Linked DNA regions of Drosophila melanogaster: regions 1 and 2 are each linked to region 3. The links are chromatin contacts, called in public Hi-C maps. All regions are on one chromosome and are shown on one strand. The core of a region is the stretch at or near the end of the contact, and the rest is flanking DNA. Distances in the headings are between cores, read along the strand shown. Region 1 holds the start of Trxr2 (Thioredoxin reductase 2). Region 2 holds the start of olf413 (olf413,). Region 3 holds the start of CG32450.

What was found. A called contact is a pair of places that touch in the nucleus more often than the background predicts.
Region 1: a contact with region 3 is called in a Hi-C map of the Kc167 cell line, with 2.2 times the contacts expected there. A contact is called at or near these places in 4 of 107 Hi-C or Micro-C datasets (the Kc167 cell line, central nervous system, embryo and 1 more).
Region 2: a Hi-C map of the Kc167 cell line shows a contact between it and region 3, with 1.4 times the contacts expected there. A contact is called at or near these places in 2 of 107 Hi-C or Micro-C datasets (the Kc167 cell line and the S2 cell line).

The regions. Positions count from the first base shown.
Region 1 is chr3L:22,547,308-22,551,502 of dm6, reverse strand. It overlaps Trxr2 (Thioredoxin reductase 2), which reads right to left and starts at 1,277. Exons shown (of 1, transcript NM_079492.3): 1 at 1-1,277. The coding sequence starts at 1,182. It overlaps CG11404, which reads right to left and starts at 3,066. Exons shown (of 3, transcript NM_141140.2): 1 at 2,959-3,066; 2 at 2,751-2,911; 3 at 2,161-2,697. The coding sequence starts at 3,043. The coding sequence ends at 2,374.
Region 2 is chr3L:22,134,732-22,138,527 of dm6, reverse strand. olf413 (olf413,) reads right to left here and starts at 2,438. Exons shown (of 11, transcript NM_001275275.1): 1 at 1,719-2,438.
Region 3 is chr3L:22,327,263-22,331,068 of dm6, reverse strand. CG32450 reads right to left here and starts at 1,291. Exons shown (of 2, transcript NM_168953.3): 1 at 912-1,291; 2 at 412-852. The coding sequence starts at 1,175. The coding sequence ends at 640. All of the region lies in intron 2 of Ten-m (Tenascin major), which reads left to right.

The sequences.
Region 1 (4,195 bases), core at 28-2,527, 220 kb before region 3:
CGGAGTAAAAACTGTGGTTGCCACGTCGGCATAGTCCATCAGCTGCGTGGAGCCGGCGAACAGACGCCTGGCAAGCAGGCGGCCCGACAGGATGGCCACCGGCGTTAGCTCTGGTCGACCATATATGATGTCCCCAACTGCAAATATATGAGGCACGCTGGTGGCCTCCGCGGCGTCTACCACAATCTTGTCGTCATGAGTCTTCACTCCGGCGGCGTCCAGGTTGAGGTCCTCGATGAGACCTTTGCGCCCAATGGCCCACAGCACGGTGTCGAAAACGTCGCTGCCGTCCATTTGGGTGGTTGTGTTGCGGTACCGAACTAGCAGCCGTCCGTCCGCCTGCCTCTCCACGGCCTTGGGGATTGTGGTGCCCAGGAAGGGAATGCCGCGCTCAGTCATCATGGCGGCCAGCAGCTCGGACATCTGGCGATCGAAGCCGCGCAGCACAATGGAGCGCACCATGACAGTGGGCTCGTAGCCGAGACCCTTAAGGAAACAGGCGCACTCGAGACCCACGTATCCGGCGCCCACCACAAGGGTACGACCCGGCTCTCGCTCGTAGCTGAATATATCGTCGCTGGTGATGCCCAGTTCAACGGCTCCGGGAATGTCCGGGTAGCGTGGCCTCCCGCCGACGGCTACCACCACGTACTCTGAGGTCACTTGACGGTGCTCGGCACCTGGCATCGCCACATACTCGATGGTGTGGCTGTCGCGAAAGGTGGCCATCGAATTTACGTACTCCACCTTTTTGTCGCGCAGGTCCACGCGGGTCACCCAGTTGACGGACTTGATGTGGTTCTGGACGGAGCGCACCAACTTGCGCCAATCGGGCCGTATGTTCGTGTCGTCTACATTCCAGCCGTAGGCCACCGCCTCGTGAACAGCCTCGCCCAGCAGCGAGGCCTGGTGCATTAGCTTCTTGGGGATGCAGCCCACATTCACGCAGGTGCCGCCGATGCCCCACTTGGTGCCCACTGGAGTGGGCTTGACGTAGTCGAAGCAGAGCACGCGGGCTCCACAGCCAGCAGCCTCCTTGGCACACGCCAATCCCGCCGAGCCCCCGCCGAGCACCACAAGGTCGTAATCATAGCGTGGTCTTGAGGCAGCAAGGCGGCACCATCCGAGGCTGGACCGAAGTGCGTTGTGTGTGGAGGATCGCAGAAACTTTATCGTCGACATATTGGACTGATAAATTGGACGGGAACAAATTTCAGGTCGAAAAGAAGGTAAACCGGAATTTTAGGACTCGGCACTGCCAACTTGTGAAATTATTAGACAGCCCAAAAAGCCAGGATGTCACAAAAACCATGCGCTCACTTACCGTTTCCCTAAAGTTAATAATTGCTCCTAATAATATATATTTCAGGCTGTTTAAGACAATAAAAATACCTTGGCTCAGATATCGTGATTTTGCTGACATTTCTTGCTATGAGGTTAAGTTGACCCCCATTTACGGTATTAGGCACATCCTGCCAAATCCCTCCGAATATGAAACGGAATCAATATTCCCTTCAAGTGGAGGGAGCTGGCTTTTAGCATAGATTAAGATGAAATAGAGATGACGATATTTCGTTTCGGAGCTCTGATATGCTCCGCTCTCTGGGGGGGAACTAGTTCAAGGGAAAAGGGGAACCTATAAAGGACACACAGGGATCCATATTTTCGACTCCAGGGCGATTGTCCCAGTAGTTCCTTGGGAAAAACGACGGATATCTATGCAAATTCCTCGACCACCAAAAAACACTTTCTTCCCCAAGAATTGGCCAAACCTTTGGCATATACATACAAATCCAGTGAAATGGTGAAATGTCAGTTTCAATGATTTATGCTTCTTGGCCATGGACCATTTGGAATTTTTGGCAGGCCGTTGGCAGTCAGTTTCCTGCCCTGCATCCCATCCCCAATTTAATGGCGCTCTGGTCTGCTGCCTGCCCAATCTCAATCCAATCCGGGGCATGTCCATGCCTTTCTAATTTCTAATCTAATATTTTTGCCTACAAATGCCGGACGACGGTCGGGTGAGGCAAGAGAAATTCTTTGCCTCGGATGCTTGGCCATGTCCAATGCCTGCTCTGGATATGATTTACTTTTGCGGTTTGTTTTTGGTGCGTTTAACCGCAAATATTTAATGGTTTTATTTCCCGATGCTCGACCGGCCCTCAGCTGCGATTCATTTGTACATGTCCTGGTCTGCGGTAGTGTGCTGGTGTGTGCGTGCGGGGTATCTGTGTGTCTGGTGTTTTCTGGCATATTTATTAGTTGAACCACCGACCCAGTGTATTTGTAGATGCGGCAAGGTTAAGCCCCTGACTGATGGTGACCCACTTAAAGGCGGCTGAACCTGTGCTCCGTCGTTTAGTGTCTGATTTTTTAGATCTTAATGGTCTGGGCCATTGCCATTCGTTCCTGAATTTCCTCTGCGGGATGTGGCTGCTGCTCTGGGAGAGCCTCGGACTGGATCCGAGGTTTGGGATCTCCGTCGATCTGCATCTGATACATAACGGTTGCTATAATCAGACTAAAGTGCAGCATGGTCAACAGGAATCCGAAAAGGACAAGAGAAGCGTAGTAGCTCCAGCATAGGTCGCTCCACCACAAGTGCCACACCATCTTCAGGTGGAAAGCAGCCAGACACTGGTGAAGGTAGCAGTTCCACATGAGAACAATCGCCACCAGCAAGGAGATGTGATAGATCTGGTTGTGAATTCGGTACATTAATGTGGTCCCCGAGTTATGTGGTCTTTTACCTGAAAAAATGCGGGGAGAAGCAGTAAGATGTTTACATATAGGTTAAAGTCCCACATGCTTTCCCCGAACTCCACTCCATAATTGGTTTCCGGTTGTAACGGAGCGAACATCTGGCCGATAATAGGAATATTCTGCCAAAGACTTGTCTGGGCTGTAGAAACTAAAAAGACTTCAGTGATTAGGAGATGGTCCTTACAAAGAACTTACCATTTATGATTCGATTGATTTCCATGCTTATGTAACCTACAAGTACGTTGTACACAAGCAAGTTTAGAGCAGGCATAAAAATCATGTTGCGGCTGTAAAAAATATACAATAGTTATATAAGACTTTGAAGGGTAGATCCCTTACTACTTTACTATATTGCTGACTAAAAAATATCGTTTTCTCTAGCTAGAACTTCCAAATATTGTAACTATACCCGTTACTCGCAGAGTAGATGTGTTGATCTCTTTTCACATTTTTATTAGTCTTGTAAATTTATATCGATTTCTATCGCCCATTCTTACACACTTAGACCGCATAAAACTGCCACGCCCAAATTATAGAAAATTTTTTCGATATTTTTTCATAATGTTTTAGTCTTGTAAATTTTTATCGATTTGCTAAAAACGCCGCTAAGCCGGCCACGCCCACACTTTTAAGCAATTTTTAAATTTTTTATCATTTTTTTCCCAATTATCTATCGATATCTCAGAAAAATTATAAAATTTTGCGTTCGCAATCACACTAGCTGATTAACGGGTATCTGATAGTCGGGGAACTCGACTATAGCATTCTCTCTTGTTTTCATATATTTTTCTTCACTTGCAGGTAAGTGGCACCTATCCCCAGAAGGGTGAGTACCGTTTATTCGCCTTATCTCGGCGACTAGGGAGATTTTAAATAAAGAAATTAATATCAGAAAATTCTCCAACAATGAAACTTTGCCATGGAAACGCGGAAAAACTCTCGGAATTGATGCGATAAAAGTTTAATTCCAAGTATGGCTGCCCACCACTCCTCTTCGACAACTTCGTAGGCCTAATGTGCTGACAATCGTTGGATTCCAGACCACTCAGACCTCAGACTCCCCCCTAGTATAATTTAAACTTTAAAATGACCGGGGACGATCCTAGGCAACAACAGAAAAGGCAGAATGCAATCGGGGGGTTGGAAATGTACGACGTAAACTTCTACAAAAGTTGTAAAAAATGAAAAAGTTCGCCAATAAACATTAGAAAAACTTTTGCGCCTCATCTGACCTTACCATTTTGTGATTTGAATCGCTCTACATGCCCACAAAATCAGTAGGCATATTGCGAATCCCTTTCTGCGATGGCACCTGCCTAGCGACAAGTTTATCAAATGTTTTCAAACTCAGCCAAATTAAGCCCAATCCCGAAATATCATCTAAAGTTATCATTATGCTTCTTCTGTCTGTCGCCAGGCAAATGACGAGGGC
Region 2 (3,796 bases), core at 1,189-3,688, 190 kb after region 3:
ATACACCTCGCTCGTCCTGTGCACACACATTACACACACACGCATAGATACATACATGGAGCGCAATGAAAAAGGATTTTTTGCCGGTTCCCGCCGGGCTGCCAATTTTTATGGTTAAAATATTTGTGTTGCTCTGTTTGGAGCTCGGGAACCTGCTAAAATATTTATGACAAGCGCCGGGGAATACCCGGCATACGATATTTCAATATAGCGAGAATAAAATTCTTAATGTTTGGCTGGTAATTAAAAAAGTCCAATTGAAAGTGGCCCGAGCTGGTCGTGGAGGAGGGTGGCGCTGAACCCTGAAGTGGCGGTCGTAAGTAGCCCAAATGAATTTTTATTGCTGTTCATTAGGCATCGAATCAATCAATTGTGGCATTTCGATTCCAGATCAGATTGGGATCGCATAGGGGTGGCCGCCTAGGCAACGGATGGTTATTGAAAGGGAAACTATTGGCTAAGCCGGAAAGCCCTTCGATAAATGGTCTACATACGTACAGTATACACGTACACTATTGTATTCAATTCTGTGCCGTCGGGGACCTTCGACATTGGCCACAGTATCCCGACAAAACTTTTAATTACCCTCTCTCCGTTCCTTTTCTCGCTCTTTGCTCTCTGGTTGCATTCGGCGCTCGCCTGCATTCGGCAATTCCAATTAAGCTATCATATTCTTGTCTCGGAAACTTTCCCCGAATCAAAACTTGTGGCGCTCCAACCCGTCTTGCCAACGGAACTGGGCTAACGAATATGTTCAATTTGGTTCCTGCTGCCAGCCGAGCACAACAAAAACTTTATCTTTATAATTTCCATATTCCATAAGTTGAACATTTCTCGACAGTCGAACTAGCATAGTGAAACTTCTATTCTGAAACTCGAACAAACGGGTCGCCATCCAAAACTTGGGCTTTTAAATTATACATAGGCTAGTGGTTGGAAAATTTAAGAGCGTAATTGAACCATACTTTTGTATGTCCATTATTAACACACGAGTTTACTAACTCAGCTGATCCAATTGATCACAACAAAATCACCACTTAAAACCTTTGAAAATGTTTTCTATGAACTGTTTTTATTTCCTATGCATTTTTGTCAGATAAGAAAAACGTTAAAATATTTTGTTTATTTAAATTGCATCATTCAACCACAATCTTTCTCCATAGATCCCTTAATGTTTTTGCGAAATACTTTAAAGTTATAGAAGAACGACCGAAATGATGCGCCCTATGAGTTGTGCACCTGCAGCAGTTTTCCCGCTCTAAGTGTGTCACTTTTCCCATTTTCTTTTGTGGCGCAACTGCAGAATGCAAAACGGCAAAAACTCTAAGGAAAAAAGGGAATGCTGATTGAATGGCATTCCAATGAAGTTGATGGATGCATTAAGGGGCTCCCCCGCCACTCCCCACTTCACTCCGTGCGGAGATCACACACACTTGCGCAGGCTAAGTTTTGTGGTAACCGAAAACACACACAAGGCAAGCCCAGAAACAGAATCAAAAACAGGATAGAACAGAACGGAGAAAGGGACAGGGCAACAAAGAAGGCGAGAGGCTGGAGGCTAGAGGAGAGCAAACCTGCATGTGCAAGGCACATATCTGTATAATGGATTGCACTTAACATGCCACACACAGCAACCACAAGTGCCGCCACAGGATCCCCGCCCCGCCCTCACCCCACATCGCATGCCTCTCAGGTAATACATCATTTACGAAACTCACCTGAGAATGGAAGCTGCAGCTATCGGAAAAAGTCTGTCGCTACTGCTGGCGTAATCCCGGCAACGTAACGTCTAATCCCTTTGTTTACGTTTATGGTAATCGTTATCCACACACACACACACACACTCACGCCGACACACAGTCGTATACATAGAGTGCAATTTAAATTTCGGCACACATTACGTGGGCGGCATCGCGTTTCTCATCCGCCCCGTTGCCAATTGTTAAATCCGCAAATCACACACACACAGGCCCGTGCGCGAGCTACGTAAGCCGTAAAGCGGAAGCGTAACGGTTAACGGTTCGCGTCGCGTAACGTTCAGCCAGGCGTCCGTTTAATGTCCTGCAATTGTTGTTGCTGCCAGGATGCCGGCTCAAAAGAGCGAGACGGAGCGATGTGTGTTTTGATTTAATTCGCAAATTATGTGCTGCTTAGTTTGCGGCACCGATTCCGATTTGCATATGAATGGGGCGCACTGTGAAACCGGGCTTATTCTGTAGCTTACAACGTTTTATTTACATATTTTCGCTGGGTGCTTTGAATAGAAGCACTCGCAACGATGCACAATGTTTCACGCACAGTTCTGTCTCGCCTTTTCGTGTTTTCTTTTAAGATTTTGCTTGCCTCGTCGTGACGTGCTAAAAATGCTGACTTGTTTCACTTCTCGGACAAATCGCCCGCCCGTGTACCGCTCGCTGGGAAACTTCGGAAGTAACTGGTTCGCGTTCGACTGTAAAATAAAATACGTCACCTCGGCGGAGAGTCAATAGCAAAGAGAGAGCCGCTCTCTGCGCAGAAAGAGAGCGTTTCTGTTAGCGTTTACATAACTCCAGTTGCTAACAGGGCTTTCCCAACAGCGGCAGGTGCATCTGTTAAGCGCAATTGAAATGCCAGACGGCAATTGAAAGGGTTCAAATGCCATGCACGTAGCCTAATTACCGCAATGTACACAACATTTTTGTGCCGCGCGCCATGCAAATGAACATTACACAAAGGCACTTGTTTTCAGCCACCGGAAGGGGGAGTGGCCAGCGATGAGCTTTATTAATTATACTTTTCGTCTGCTGCTTAGCATGCCACATATGAAAGTCATTCAGGAAATGGAAAAACTAAAAACTTTATGGCTAATGAAGTTATCGATGATGGGTCCGTGGATTCGTGAGAAATCCAACTTTCGTAGCTGTAACGCGGCCTATTTTCCAATCAAACAAAACAACCCGACCACCCGTAGAATTCGACAAGGGACGTTTAATCATAATCAAATTAAAAAATATGCATGTGAGAAATACAAATGGATTTGAATGTTACTACTCAGGTTTGGAGCAATCCTAATCAGAGAATACTTTCCGGGATTATAAAGTGTCTGAAAGACAAGGTATAAAAGAGGTTTATTCTGTGCTGAAATCCCATTCGCAACACGTAAAATTAGTTATCGCCCAACGGGAACTTATTCCGCAAGCAAACAATCATGTTAATAGTCGGCACTCACATTCAACCGTTTAACAGGCCCATAAACTAAGGGCTCGTGTGTTAACAGAAAGTTAGCGCGCATTGAACGGTCCATTAACATTTAAAATAATGACTGTAACGGCCGCTGTTGTCACTGGAGTGGTGCGACGTGTTTCTTGTCCTAGGTTAACATGTAAACAAAGGCACTGTAAAGGCAAACTGTTAAATGATTGAAAAGCGTCTGCTCACAGAAATCGTTATCAATAGCCTCCATTTTTGATATTTTATAAGTAAAAATATATTTATCTAATGATTGAATACGTGAATTTGTAGAATTTTTAAAAACTCGTGTTTTAGAACATTTTTGTGTATAGGATTTAATGCATTGACGCAATTCCTTTGGAGTTGACCCCTCAAAAACGGGTTGTTAACAATATGTAATGCACTGCACCTGTGGGCAATCATTTAGTTTGGGTGAGTAACTCCATACCTTAGCAACGGATTAGGCTGAGCGAAGCCCTAAAACTGCGTGAATTCAACTGTCAACCGCACAATCCTATCAACTCTGTTAGCGAAAACCAGTTTCAATTCAGCCGGCTAACAGTAACAGTGGGGCTAACAGCGAAAG
Region 3 (3,806 bases), core at 42-2,541:
GCTTTAAAGTGGAGCAGGCCGAGATGAAAGGGACTTAAATCGCAGCCAGCCCCAGGATCCCATCGCACCGCACCACAGCGCAGCGCGCTAAGCCAGAGATCTGCTTTGAAGCTTTTGATTTATTTGCTTGATGGCAAATCATTAATTTGCTTTGAGCCAGAGCAAAAAGAAAGCACGAAGCTTAGCATGCTTTTCAGCTGCTGTCAGATTTTCGGGCGACAAACAACCACCGCACGAGCAAAAAGGCAGCCGAAAGAAGCAAATTTAAATAAAACGCAAACCAACAAAATAATCCGACACATGCGCTGCCAAATGATTACCCAGGACTTGGCCCCAAAACCCCCACCTAATCCTATGTGCAATGTCTTTCCCTTCGCTCTGCGGGGTTCAGTGTGTTTTTGCAACATAAAAAACCAAACAATCACTTCATTTTATTGCGCCAAACGAGAAAGCCCAAAGCTGACACTTTTCCAGTCGCAAAAAAGGTCTCAATCATTAAACGGAATTGAAGGATCATATCGATTTTGTTGCTTAGAAGGGTACAAAGCCTGGTTGGATTCGAGAAGGTACTTTCCTCGATTCTCGATTTTAAGATCCCCAGTCATATCCGAGTGGGGATCCAACTGAGTGTTGATTTAATTAATCATCGGATCTATCGGTTTTGCGCAGCCAGTGGGCATTGCTGCTTTCACATCTCTTTGCTTTTGGTTCGGATGGATCAGTGGTTAATAGGAGGGGGTCAGAAATGTCCTTTCGCTTCCAGATTCCCTGCTTGTATTCCGGACCGTACTTGTCTTTCATACGCTGTTCAAGCTCGTACAATTTTAATGGTGTCCGTTTAGCCACTGTATGCTGCTCGAGGTCAGACTTGGTCAGAGGTCAGGGGCTATAGGTCCACGCACAAAACTTACCATACTCCGCACATATTTGTACACCCCATAGCCGATGCAGGCCAGAATTAAGGGAACTACCACAAACAGCCCCACGTTTAAACTATTCAGCTCGGGATCGCTGACCACGTGGGTGACATCGACGGTTTCCAGGGCAAAGGGTGGGTAAAAGAAGCGAATGATCTTATAAGTGGCATTGGCCAAAGTATGTTTTGGAAAAGGCTTCACGATGTCCACAAACCTCAACGACCAGTGCGAGTCCGGCGGCGGTACCGTTATATCCATATTTTTAAAAAAATGTATATAGAGAATGTTAAACCAAAAAAAACAGCAACGTCGAATTTTAGATTGTTCTAAAGCGACTTCTACTTGGTACTGGACAAGCAGCACTCTAAAAATGACTGATCCATCAAGGGCAACTCAATTAGGCCCGGTATTCGTGAAAACCCTTTAGCCAGACATAAATCATCGCCTACTTGGGAGCCCCGGAATGGCGTCATTGATTTATTAGCAGGACATACGCTCGAATCGATGCTGCTGGTGAAAAACTAGCGACAGAAGTGGCGGTGGAAAATGAAGCTAAAGTGGGAGCTGAGCAAAACCAGCCAAACCATCATCAGTCACCAGGCAAACAAACACGACGAGGACCCAAAGCGCAACGGCGTCATATACAAAAAGTGCTTGCATACATTACCCCGGAACCCATGAGCCGGAATAGATGTGGGGCGAAGGACCAGGGTCGCAGGACACGGTGTGCGCGGCAGAGGAAAGGACGCGTGCTTACTGCCAGAAACACGTACAAGAAATCATGAAATGTTGCCGCCATCATACCGAAAATTGTACGGGTAACGTGCAAGCAATCAAAGTACATGGAGGCAGGACTAGGCAGGACTCGACTCGAATCGACTGCGGCAACTAGAGCGCCTCGACATTGCCAAGGCCTGTGTGCTCCTCGAGCAGCGCCCACACGTCTGATTTTTACTACACACGTGTGCTGATGTGACGTCGACAGGATTGTGACTGCCTACTGACAACACTAGTGGGCCTTCTCCTTCTTTTGGCCTTCTGGGTCCTAGACTCCAACTGAGCATCTGGTTCAGACCAAGACCGAAACCGAAACCAGTCTGGCCGAAATGTAAAGTATAGTTGACGCAGACGTGCCAAGCTCGACGTGGCTGTCGTAGATGCTGCTTTTTGCTGTTTAAGTAAGCATGCAAATGTCACATGTAGACGGTAGTCGGTACTCGGTAGTTGGCGGTATCGGCAGGAGGGGATCAAGGGGAAGTGGGCGTGATAAGCACTCTCAGTTATGAAGGTGGGCATTGCTTGGTTTTCGGGCTCGCCGTTTCTTGCCCCTGCCACACATAAATGATGAGGTACACGTTGCCTCAGGCTGAATTTAGTGATTTCCCCGAGCATGTGGCATACTTTTTATGCGGCTCCTCCACGTGAGCATAAGGAGCTTCGGTTTATGGTTATTGATTCAGCCGAGCGGAGGTGGAGATAGTTTGAGTTATGGCCTCGGTCTGATTTGTGTCAGCAGGAAGTTTAAAAGAAATTGTTGCGCACTTTCGGGAGGCCAAAAGTGGATTACTCAGAGGGTTGCAGGCAGGTCCCCTGATTGAATTGGCTTAGCTGGGGGCGTACGGAACGAGATTGGATTGGATGGGGATGGGGACTTGCAATCAAAAGCCTAGTTTGTTGCTGCCTTCGCCAACCTCATCGTATTGGCAAAAGGTGGCAACCCTCGATCCACTCATTGTTCGATCAAAAATTCATGGCATACCCGTACGTTGGAGAGGTGCCAATAACTCGGCTGCTCCACTGACAATCGCCACTGTCTGTCTGCCCGTACGCAATTTACAATTACCGCACGCACACACAATTTATTTTGCAGCGCTAACAAATAAGCTAAACATTTTCGTGGCCAAGGGCCGTCCCGCTCCCAGGTGTATAGCAAATCAAAAAATCAGACAGGGCTGGGCACGAAGACACGCCAGGCAATCAGTTAAATGTTTGTTGAACTCACCAGCGTCGAGGTCCTTAAGTTCTCAAGAACGCACGACTCGCCGGTTTCGAGGAGTCCCAGGGGCTTCGCTTCTCCGCTCTCGATGCGCTCCTGCCCTTTTCCGAAAATTGAACTTGTTGGCGCCCAGAACGCAGAGCCCCGAAACCGCACCGAACAAAAAAGACGGAGAAGCAGCTCCGCAGAACGATGAAGCGGCAACTTGAAAAATCGCTTGTCGCACTGCAAGCGAAGTGACGGGGAACGCTCACGCGCAGTCGTAGTGATTTGGCTTTAAAAAAGCAAGGAACATTCCGGAGTTCCGGGGCAGGAAGCAGACAGCAAAAGACGCTATGAAAGCTGCCACGTAATGAAACTGACAATTTAACTCACAGTCAACCAGTTGTTTTGGATTTCAGTACGGGTTCGACGGGGAGCTGTGTGCGTGCTGAAAAATCGTGTTATCGATTTAATGCGTTACGATATATAAGTATATACAACCCTAGTGTGTGTGCAGATTGAAGGGTTGGGCTGGGTTGGTTTGGTTTCGATTCGGAAAAAGGGTTGCTTGCCTTTGGCTTTGGCTTTTATCGCTCGCCTGTGTCTTTGTGACTGGCTGACTGACTGACTGACGTTCTCGTGTTTGCTTGCCAGTCCTGTCCTTTGACCGTTTTCCTCTCGCTCTTTCCATTCCGTACTGCAAAGGCATTTGATTAATTTGCAGCAGTTTTCCATTTGGAATTGCTTTAGTTTCCTGCAGTTTTGCCACTCTCGCAGTGTGCAGGATTTGACAGCACATTTGAGGCCACTTTCCCTTCCGTTTGCTCCGCCACTTTCTCCCTATGGTTGTACGGCTGTGTGTGTAACGTTGAAAGCTTCTTATGGAATGTTAAGTGATTTTTTATTGAATT